Regions from separate parts of the Mus musculus genome. Here regions 1 and 2 are each linked to region 3. A link is a contact called in public Hi-C data. All regions are on one chromosome and are shown on one strand. Each heading gives the region's core, a stretch centred on a gene start, on an enhancer-like site or on the middle of the called end of the contact. The rest is flanking DNA. Distances are from core to core; before and after follow the strand shown. Region 1 holds the start of Dlc1 (deleted in liver cancer 1). Region 2 overlaps Dlc1 (deleted in liver cancer 1). Region 3 overlaps Dlc1 (deleted in liver cancer 1).

What was found. Hi-C and Micro-C count contacts between places; a contact is called where the count stands out from the background.
Region 1: a contact with region 3 is called in a Hi-C map of adipose-derived mesenchymal stem cells, with 2.2 times the contacts expected there. The contact joins the promoter of Dlc1 here to the enhancer-like site in region 3. A contact is called at or near these places in 2 of 484 Hi-C or Micro-C datasets (adipose-derived mesenchymal stem cells and uterus) and 1 of 9 other capture datasets (adipose tissue).
Region 2: a contact with region 3 is called in a Hi-C map of the N1E-115 cell line, with 2.2 times the contacts expected there. The contact joins two enhancer-like sites. A contact is called at or near these places in 8 of 484 Hi-C or Micro-C datasets (the N1E-115 cell line, adipose-derived mesenchymal stem cells, liver and 4 more), 3 of 115 datasets of contacts at active chromatin or transcription factors (embryonic stem cells, neural progenitor cells and neural tube) and 3 of 9 other capture datasets (adipose tissue, liver and pancreatic islet).

The regions. Positions count from the first base shown.
Region 1 is chr8:36,950,788-36,953,884 of GRCm38.p6, reverse strand. Dlc1 (deleted in liver cancer 1) reads left to right here and starts at 1,443. Exons shown (of 18, transcript NM_001194940.2): 1 at 1,443-1,764.
Region 2 is chr8:36,595,446-36,598,908 of GRCm38.p6, reverse strand. All of the region lies in intron 6 of Dlc1 (deleted in liver cancer 1), which reads left to right. Among named protein-coding and RNA genes, the nearest start is that of Trmt9b, 140 kb to the right of the region's middle. Within about 2 kb of position 2,213, at least 12 of the 459 cell types and tissues checked have an H3K27ac peak or open chromatin away from gene starts, as enhancers often do. A contact at or near this core is called in the N1E-115 cell line, where this site is marked.
Region 3 is chr8:36,726,045-36,729,283 of GRCm38.p6, reverse strand. All of the region lies in intron 5 of Dlc1 (deleted in liver cancer 1), which reads left to right. Among named protein-coding and RNA genes, the nearest start is that of Dlc1, 220 kb to the left of the region's middle. Within about 2 kb of position 1,468, at least 58 of the 459 cell types and tissues checked have an H3K27ac peak or open chromatin away from gene starts, as enhancers often do. A contact at or near this core is called in the N1E-115 cell line, adipose-derived mesenchymal stem cells and uterus, where this site is marked.

The DNA of each region.
Region 1 (3,097 bases), core at 194-2,693, 220 kb before region 3:
AAGACCACCTGAGAATATATATAAACAATGAAAAACCACTTAGCGTTCAGATAAGAGGACAGCTGTTGAGACATGCAGGCTTAATTTCTCCTGCATCTCATTATGTGGTTTTATACTTATTTCTTACTTGGATATTGGAATTATTCTTAAATTTTATATTATTGACAAGCTAAAATTGTACAACCCTCACACAGAGTCAATAATTAGATTCATCGAATTCCTAATCATTTTTTAAAGGACTAGTTAAGTCACCTAGAGCTATAGAATGAACTCTTTTAATGTAACTAAAATGAAAGGGAACGATTACTGAGTAGTTTCAACCAAATAAGATAAATGGACAGATGTTGTTTCCCGTTTCTCTGGTGTAAACAAGGAAGCTATCCCACTGGCCTGGCCACAAACCTACATGTCCCAAGGCCACTGTCCGTCTTACCCTTGCACTTTCCCTGAGGGAGAACTCTGGGTCATAAAAGAGACTCTGTATGAATTCTTTCCAGAAATGATTTGAGCTCTGCATTTGTGACATCTTATTATAAGACAAGCTAACATCTATTATTAATTGATGCACTAATTAAAGCCATATTCGCAGTTTCCATTAGCTTATTCCCTAAATTCTCCAGAGTTGGCTGTCTGGTTTTAATCAAAACCAAATGGTAGTCCTAGCTCCCAGGCCGGAGCAGCTAGGAGGAAGTCACGCAGTGGAGGCACAAAAGCAGAAAAGATAAACAGATGAGAGTTCACAAGCTGTCTGGGGAAGGAGGCATACACTCTGCTAGCCACTTTAGAGATGTGATTGAGAGACTCGGCCATGCTGGAGGAAGCATCGCAAGTGTTTTATGTCAGCAGGACTTCTAACTTGATCAAGATGGAGTCTGCCTTCTCCAGCCTTTCCAGCCTTTGCAGCCGTGGTTGTCTGTAACTGGAGGATCCCTTACTGGAGGTAAGGAGGCTTCACGTGCTGTAACACAAACCACTGTGTTCTGTTCAGAATTCTGGGGATGAGAGAGAGAGAAGAAAATTCTCTGTTTCCTCGATTCTCGGAATTTTACTTACAGATTTTTTTTCCTTCCCCAAGTCCAGGATTTAAATTTTGAAGTTATTTTTTAAGGTTCTAAACTTTAGAAGAATTACGGTATTAAAAGGCTCAGACTTCATCTGTCTTAGAAAACTTTTGAAATGAGAATTAGGAGAAGTGTTCTCCATTTAACACAGTAGAAAGTAACACTGTGCAGAGGGGAGAGCTGCACTCTCTTCCTTCCTTGTTTTCCACGAGCCCTGTGGGATAGGAAGGACTCTAGGACTTTCTGACGCTAACTAATCATCTCAAGAGCTTTGACAAACTCACTTTGGTTCTGTGTAAAATCAGAGCTTCAACGCCCAGGCGGCTCTGCTCAGCCCCTCCCCTCCGGCTTCGTGCAGGCTTTCTCACATGCAAACTTCTCGGAGGCAGGAAATACTTTGCAGGCAATCTGGGCCTGCTGGTGGAGGCCCCTCTCTCGCAAAACATCAGTCTGCATTTAGAGGACAGAAGTCACTAGGAACGCCTTGACAGGATCCGGCGTTAGCTGAGGCTCTCTCCAGCTGCAGAGGGGGTTTTTTGTTAGAATCACACACTGCGTTAAGGAGAACTGCTCAGAATAGAGCCGTGACCTCAGCCAGCAATGTGAACTTAGATTTTTTGGAGCCGCTAACCGGGACAGACTCCTCTCCTAGCCTGGCTGGAATAGCATCATGCCTTGGCGGTAACAGCAACTCCTGGTCCAGGTAAGAGGCTGCTGCTGCGACTGTCATGTAGGAGACAGAGCTGGAAAACCTTGCCATCTTCAGCCAGCTGTTGACTGCTTTCAGAGCTGAGCCCTGAAAAGCAGAAGGGGGAAAACTGTGTAGTCAGTAGACAGCGGGGAGTCAAAATCTTTTGAGCAAAATGTCATTTCTAAAATATGTTCCACGTAGCTCGAGTCTCTTTCCCCATGCAGAAATGTTTTCTTCTGATTTCTTTTTATTCTTAACTTACTGACCAATCCATCTGTAACGCGCCGCTGCTGATAGGTGTAGCATATCTGGGGGCCAATGAATCTTCTCAGATTGAAGTGTGAAACTTTAGAAACTCCTTTCTCCTCTCTGTTTTCCCAACAAAAAGAGGACATAACATTATAACGTTTTTTCTTAGTAATGTGCTTTCAAACAATAATCAGCGTCTTACTGAAAACTCTGAAAATCAAATTCTCTAGTATTTCCAGCTAGTTTCAGTCACTTACCCTGTTACTAACACACAACGTAAATTGTTATTTTAAGAGAAGTAATGACATACAAGTTTACAGGTTATTTCTGTCTCTGCACATTTAATTTCAGTTTGGGAACATAAGTGTCAGAATCGGGTTTTGTTAACATTAAACTTGGATTCGCCGCTCAGATCTCATGTTGTATGAACACTCCGTGTTGCTGAAGCAAATCTGTACAATCACATCAGTCATGGGAGAATCTAGCTGACCATTCATTCGTATTTTCTGTCATCGTCAAGTCAAATAGTCACCATGCTTCAGCCTTCTAAATTGTCTTAATGGTTAAATGTGTGGTCCCGGAGTAAATAAATGTAGCAATGGCTGATATAACCCAGAGTTACAATAACAAAGATGATGTTATATTTAGAAGGAAATTATTTTTGGAAAATTGTATGGAATAGTATGCAAAGATATTATGCCTATCTCCAAATCTGTGAACCAAACACAAAATGCAGTAAGTGAAGGATGGATAACAGGTTTGCCAGTAGGATCATAAGAAACCAATAAGGATGTTAATCATAAACTTCTATAAAGGACAAGATGACCATTTGGTGTGTTAGCTAATAGAATTTTTAATTTCTAGCCTAGAGTGATTTATATTGATGCTTTGATGTTGTTGCTAACAATTTAAACTTTGTTAAGCTTTTAAAAATGAGAAAAAGCAGATTTTACTATGTAGGAAGTGAAATTCTGTGGCTTTAGGAGAGCAATTGCCTACTATGTGCAATATAGTCTGAAATATTTTACAAAACGACCAAGTAGAATTTTCCTTTCAGGGAAAGAAAGAGCATTAAAATATCACTCTCTGGTGTTGT
Region 2 (3,463 bases), core at 964-3,463, 130 kb after region 3:
ACTCTGGTTGGTGGCGATCTCAGTTGTTTTATTCTTATAAACTTTTACTTCTGAACATTGGTTGGGGCTATGCTTTGTTACAGGTGCAGAATAATTTAGCTTGCACACAACCGAGAAATAAGGACTCTGGTTAATGAAGGGTCGACCCCATACTCTGTTTTGTAATACACAATTTCCCCCACAGCCTATGTGTTAGCTTTCACTCCTGCCAGTAAAGCAAAGACGCTGTGTGTTCACATGTACTCGGACTTTAGATTTTACCATTCAGATGAATTAAAAAAAGAGATCTATGGATTATCACTCCATTTTCTTAATCATTAACAGTAATGAGCAGCTTTTTGTGTCATTAGGCTATGTATTTCAGTGTCTGTGTGTGTGTGTGTGTGTGTCTGTCTTTCTGTCTGTCTATGTGTGTGTTTAATCAGCAAGGCCAATTGTTCTCCAAAGTTAGCTATGCCTTTAAAAATGTTTATCCAATCACGTTGGCAAGAGATTCTGAAGAAGATGGGGGACATTGAACTCTGGCCTCCCTATGCATATGCAGATCTGTGCAGGAGCACCCCACCCAAACACACACGTTGCACATGCATTCATACACATACCAAGACAGGAAAATTAAAATTTAAAAGACCACCGTACAAATTTGCTCTCTTCGTCACTGTGATAAACAATATGACCAAAAACGACTGGCAGAGACAAACGTTCATTTCATCTTACAGTTTATAGGCCATCACCAAGATTAGGGCTGGAACTCAAGGCAGGAACCTGTGTGGAGGAACTGAAGCAGAGGACATGGAGGAGTGCTGCTTACTGGCTTGCTTTCTTGTGGTACCCAGGACAACCTGTCCAAGTGGCCCCGCCCACCCCCACCCCACCCCCACACTTGCCTGCAGGCCAGTCTGACAGAGGCATTTTCTCAGTTGTGGTTCTCTCAGATGACCCTGGCTTGTGTCAAGTTGACAGGACACTAGGACACTCATCCTCTGGGTCTCTGGGTCTGTAGGCTGATGTGTACAGTGCATCCACTGAGATGTAGGAGCTGTTCCTTTGAATGGGAAACCTAGTATCCGTGCATGAAATTGTTTTATAATAATTACAGCTTTAAAGTAGTGAACTTCGTTTTATGGATTGGAAATTTTCAATTTTTATTATTTTTATTAAAATGTTTATAGAATATATTTTGATCATGGTTTCCTTTCCTCCAGATCCTCCCAGATCCTCCCCACCTCCCCACCTCCCTACCCACCCAACTTCATAACTTCATATTCTCTCTCTCTCTCTCTCTCTCTCTTTCTCTCTCTCTCTGTATGCCTGTCTGTCTGTCTCTGTCTGTCTTTCTTTCTCTCTCTCTCTCTTTTTCTGTGTGTGTGTCTATCTGTCTCTCTCTCTTTCTCTGTGTGTATGCCTGTCTGTCTGTCTCTGTCTGTCTTTCTTTCTCTCTCTTTTTCTGTGTGTGTGTGTCTATCTGTCTCTCTCTTTCTCTGTGTGTATGCCTGTCTGTCTCTGTCTTTCTTTCTCTCTCTCTCTCTTTTTCTGTCTCTCTCTCTCTCTCTCTCTCTCTCTCTCTCTCTCTCTCTCCTGATACAGCTAAACTCTTTCTCCCTCCTCTTCTGTAGGGCTCCCTGAGCCCCGAGGGGAGAGATTTGATGAAGACATGCCATTTAAGGCTGAGCTCCAAGGTTTCTCACTCTGCGTAATGTTTATCTGTGAGTCTCTGTTTGTTCCCTTTTGCTGCAGAATGAAGCTTCTCCCATGATCTCTAAGAAAGGCACTGATCTATGAGTAGAGATAAAAATATCATTAGAAGTCTTTTTTTATTATTATTATTTTAAGATCAGTAGTATTTGCTTTTACCCAAGGTCCCTGGGCTCTCTAGTCTCAGATTATTGGTCATCCAAACAGGGTCAGGCATGTGTTCCATCTCATGGAGTAGGCCTTAAGTCAAATCAGATATTGGCTGGTGATTCCCACAAGCTATGAGCCGCCATTGCCCTAGAGTGTATCTTGCAGGCAGGACACCACTGCAAGTCAAAGGGTTTGTGGCTGGACAGGCATTTACTGTCCTCTTTTGGCAGGGTACAGAGTACCTTTTTATACCAAAGACACTAAAACATACGGGTGACTCTTGATTTTGACATCCTGGAGTAGCTTACTGTCCCTCAATTTCACAGCCTATCTGAAATTTCTCATCATCCCATTATTTGATGTTTAACACTCTCCTTAATGTGGTGGAGTTTCTTGCCTTCAGACAGAACTCCTGACCTGCTAAAAGGGCGTTGGAGATGGAAGCTGCAACAGGACTTGTGACTTTTCTAATTTACAGCTCTCCTAGAGATAAAGCTAATTGGATTTGCAGCGGTGGGCTTTTGTTTTCCTCTTTAAGAACTCCATTTCCTACAGTTATGTCCGTTTGGGGTGCTGATGTGCTACTGGGTGGCACCTTCTTGTGCCTGTTGGTTTTGGTAAATCCAATTTCCAGCCCCTTTCTTACTCCATTCTCCCGGTTTGGTACCTGGGGACCTGCCCACGTCAACTAAAGCATAAGCTGACTCTGAAGTGCGCCCTGCTGAGATCTAGGCAGTCATTTCCCACCTCGTCCTGCCCGTGCCAGGTTAACAAGCCATACGCATACATTCGGAGGGTAGCAGCCCACAGGTCCATTTGGAACCTGGATATTTGTACTTCCTGCCTCTAAACCCAACCCGGAAGTTGGGTTCAGACTGTACTTCTGTCGTCAGCAAAACTATCGTCTTTTAAGAACCAGTTCCTTCAGAAAACCTTCGAGCAAATAAGAGAAAATTGAGTTCTTGGATTCCTCCTCCAAGCCATCACTGGATGTTTTTAGAAGACAGAACTGTTCATTTGGATCAGAAAAGTGACCTTAAAGGAAGTTAGAACTGACTAAAATAGCTTGGTTGCTTTTCCACGTAGGCGTAACAGACAGAAATAATACTTTGCATTCACATTTCTAAGTTTCATATTATATATTTCCTACAGATACATTCTCTGATTTGGGCTTATTGTTTAGTAAACTCTGAGTCCCCCAAAGGCTGGGCTATGTGGTCTGGGTTCTGTTTAGTAATTCGCATTCATATTCATGGTTAGTCTTCACTGTGTGGTCATCCCTCTGTCTACCGATGAAGAAGTATAAGCTTGGAATACCATGGTCCATGCACATCTTTGTTAGTCACTGAGCTGAAACTGTGTGCTGGGTCAGCATATATTATTCATCAGGGTAAGAGTAATCTAACCCTTGCCTCCGGAAGAAAATACTAATGCTGAGATAGCGTTCCCAGTTGTTTTTGAAAAGCTGCTGTAAATGTTATCCCTAAAAAAGGGATGCCTTAGGAATTAGGAATTCTGTGTCATTGTGTAAAACCAGTGATTATGAGTTAGAAAATGTTGAAGTCAATCTCTCACCTCGGGAACAAGGGCATAACTAGTTAGCTATAACTCCCCACCC
Region 3 (3,239 bases), core at 219-2,718:
GTGAATAAAATAGTAGAAAATTGTGAAGAAAGCCAATTATTGTGAAACATATCTATAGAAATGTTCAGATCACAAAATGGTGATGTAGTAGCTTAATATGAACTAATTATATGATGATTTTAAAATATAGGAACTTAGGTATACAGTTTTTAAAGACCCCAGGGCACGGACTGCTCTGTCCGTGCTAGACTAAGAATTACCCTGTGTGCTGACCTGGTCTAATCTTATCTCTTATCTCTTTGTCACTAACCAGCATAAATAGAAAAACCTAAGAAGCAATGGCTATTGCTAGGTCACCAGCATAGAGCCTGCAACTTTACTGTTAGGTAAGAGAATGACAGTAATGCACAGAGGTGCCCCGGAGTTGGTCACCGAGGTCATAGGAACGTCAGTGGGCAGAAGAATGCCAGCTATGTGTAATCAACAGTGAGCTGCGATCCACAGACCTGCAGAGTAGGGGTGAATAGAGATGTTTTGTGATATATATACAAAAGTGCAGTGTGACATGGAAAAGCACGGTTTTCATTGGCGACACAGTCCCAGGGACATCTAGTAGCTATAGGAGGGAGGCCACCTCATCTATATTGATTATTGTGGAAACTGCTAAAGGGAGCTTAAGACACTCTTAAGCTTGAGTGTATGAGTTCCTACACTGTCCACACACTGTAAACTGCAAGTCTCTGGTGCTTACTCTGGTCTTCAAATGTTGCCAGTAGCTTTTGCTGTGCACCAGCTCTTGACCCAGTGAGGTACCAAGGGTTGTAGTTCCCATGAAGAGCACCCATAAACACCAGCTCCTATCATTGCAATGCCAAGTTCTCATAGAGAGCTGACACAATTCCACAAACCAGACAACTCTAAAGAAAAATAAAATAGACTAAAATTGAAGGTTAAAAAGTTATTAAAAAAAAAGATTGAAAGTAAGATAAATCCAGACTCTGCCTATGTAGTAACTTTCTTCAGCACAGAAACAGAAATTGATAAATTAAAAGGAAATTAGTCATACTCTTTTAAAAGATTTAATAAAGTGAAATAAACACACAGTATAAGCCGTATGCATTGGGGGAAAGGAATGTAATGCCTCTATTAAAGACATACTATCTTGATCGCTAAGGGAGAGTGGAATCTAAATGTCTCAAATACTGAGACACAAGGCAGGGCGCTATTTCCAAAGCTAAGCACCTTAGGAAGAAAAGAGGGTAAGCGACTATAAAGTGAGAAAGTTTAGACAAATCACAATCTAGATGAGCTTCGGCTGACATAAAGCAAACCATTTAAGGATATGCATCGAACCAGATCTCTGGGATATTGTATTGTATGTTTACTCTCTTATGTCTTCTGGGAAATAGATATCTGTGTTTCAAATGACCGGGTCTGTAATAAGCCAGCAACGTTAAGTGTCTGGCCTGCTTTGCAGGATACTTGCTCTCAAGGATGCTGGCACCACTCCAACGAAGGGCAACCACAAACATTGACTCTGTGAACTGCTTTGTGCTCCCTGCGTTCACAGCGAAAAGCAAGTAAGGGCACATGGAATGCCTTTTAACCAGGAGTGAGGTATGCCTGCAAATATGCAGTAAACAGAGACAGCTTCACTCTAGATTTTTAAAGGGAGACAGCCATGGGGGATGCTTGTGATGTGAGTGAGCGTATAGCTGCAGAGTTTACTGTCTTTGATAAGGAGAGAATGAGTCAGTGAGTGTCACGGCCATCTTTGAGGAGAAAGGATGAGACATAGAGAGACTGAGATTGCAGCTGGGCCTCAGCCTGCCTGAGACTAGATAGGCAACCTCTGCACATGGTTTATTACATAGAGGTGAATGTGGAGAAGGATTTAGCTAGTCTCGGGGGGGGGTGAGCCTCAGACTAAAGTTATCCTAGAGAAGATGCTGTGCTTGATCGTTCCTGCACACACACTCAACACTGACACCCGGACCAGAGGAAGGCTTTGCCTTTTGTAGGTCTGAGGCTTCGGGGTCCTTGTTATAGCTGTCTTCATTATCAACAATACACATTCACTAAGGACTTCATCCACTCCTGACCCAGTCACTCACCACGTCCTCTACTCCACAGCCCAGCATAAATACAAAAGTTAAATAATTCCAGTTTGAGCTGCTCTAAGGATCCTTTTCAGGCCAGAGCCCTTCATGAGCAGAACTTAGCCTATAGAGAAGAATAAATATGAGATCTATCGGGTTCATCCATGGAACCCAGAGAAATCCTCTCTACAGTTCCAGGTCAGGCCTAGTAGTATATCTCTCCTAGTAACTGGCATTTCTCCTCTTTGTAGAACAAAAATACTTACTTCCCAGATGCTAGGTCATATCTTTAATCCTCTCCCCCCCCCTCTCTCTTTCTGTTTAATGAGATGTTGGCCTCTTTTCCAAGTTAAGTGAACAGAATGTCAACTACATCATCACCTAAAACAGGAGGCTCCTGGCTGGTTTAGAAATCAGAATGAACTAAAATTAGAAGTTATGCTTTTAATATTTCAGTTTGCATACACAATTACGTTCAGGCTTCAGCACATAGGAGCAGGACTGAAGCGGTTTGTTTTGAGGGATTTGGGATTTGGGGGCGCACGGGACTTCTAAAAGTCCAAAGTGGAAGGCAAGATACTTTTTTTTTCCATTTTTGCCCAGTAATAACTTCCAAAGTACATTTATGATTTGAGTTTTTTAAGAGAAAAGAAAAAGAGTGCTAAATATATTATACTTAAAACATGGCATTATTTTGCTTAGTCCTTTCTAGGTGTGGTGTTTGGCTTCTTGATTCTATAGTTGTCAACTTGACGAAATCTAGAGTCACTGAGGAAGAGTCTCAATGAGGGATTATAAACATTGGGTTGGACTGTGAGGCTGTCTTAATTAGGTAACCTATGTGGACATTCTGTCCTGCTGTGAGTAGCGCCATTCCCTAGGCAGAGGGTCCTGAACTAAGGGTGGAGAATTTGAGCAAGCATGAACAAATGAACACGTGTCCATTTTTTCTCTTTGATAGTGACTATGGAGGTGATATGATTAGCTATTTGTAGTTCCTGACTTCACTTTATTACAATTATTGATCTGAGTAGTCTGACTACAAGTTATCTATTCAGTGCAGGTATTCCTGTTATCAATGCAAAAATTACCAAAGGATAGAGGAATTTTTGCTGATATTACTGTCATGAATTTTCCCAATTAAGACATATCTTGATGCTGAAAAGTTGTTCAAATGTTGTGTCTTACTTTATATTAGAG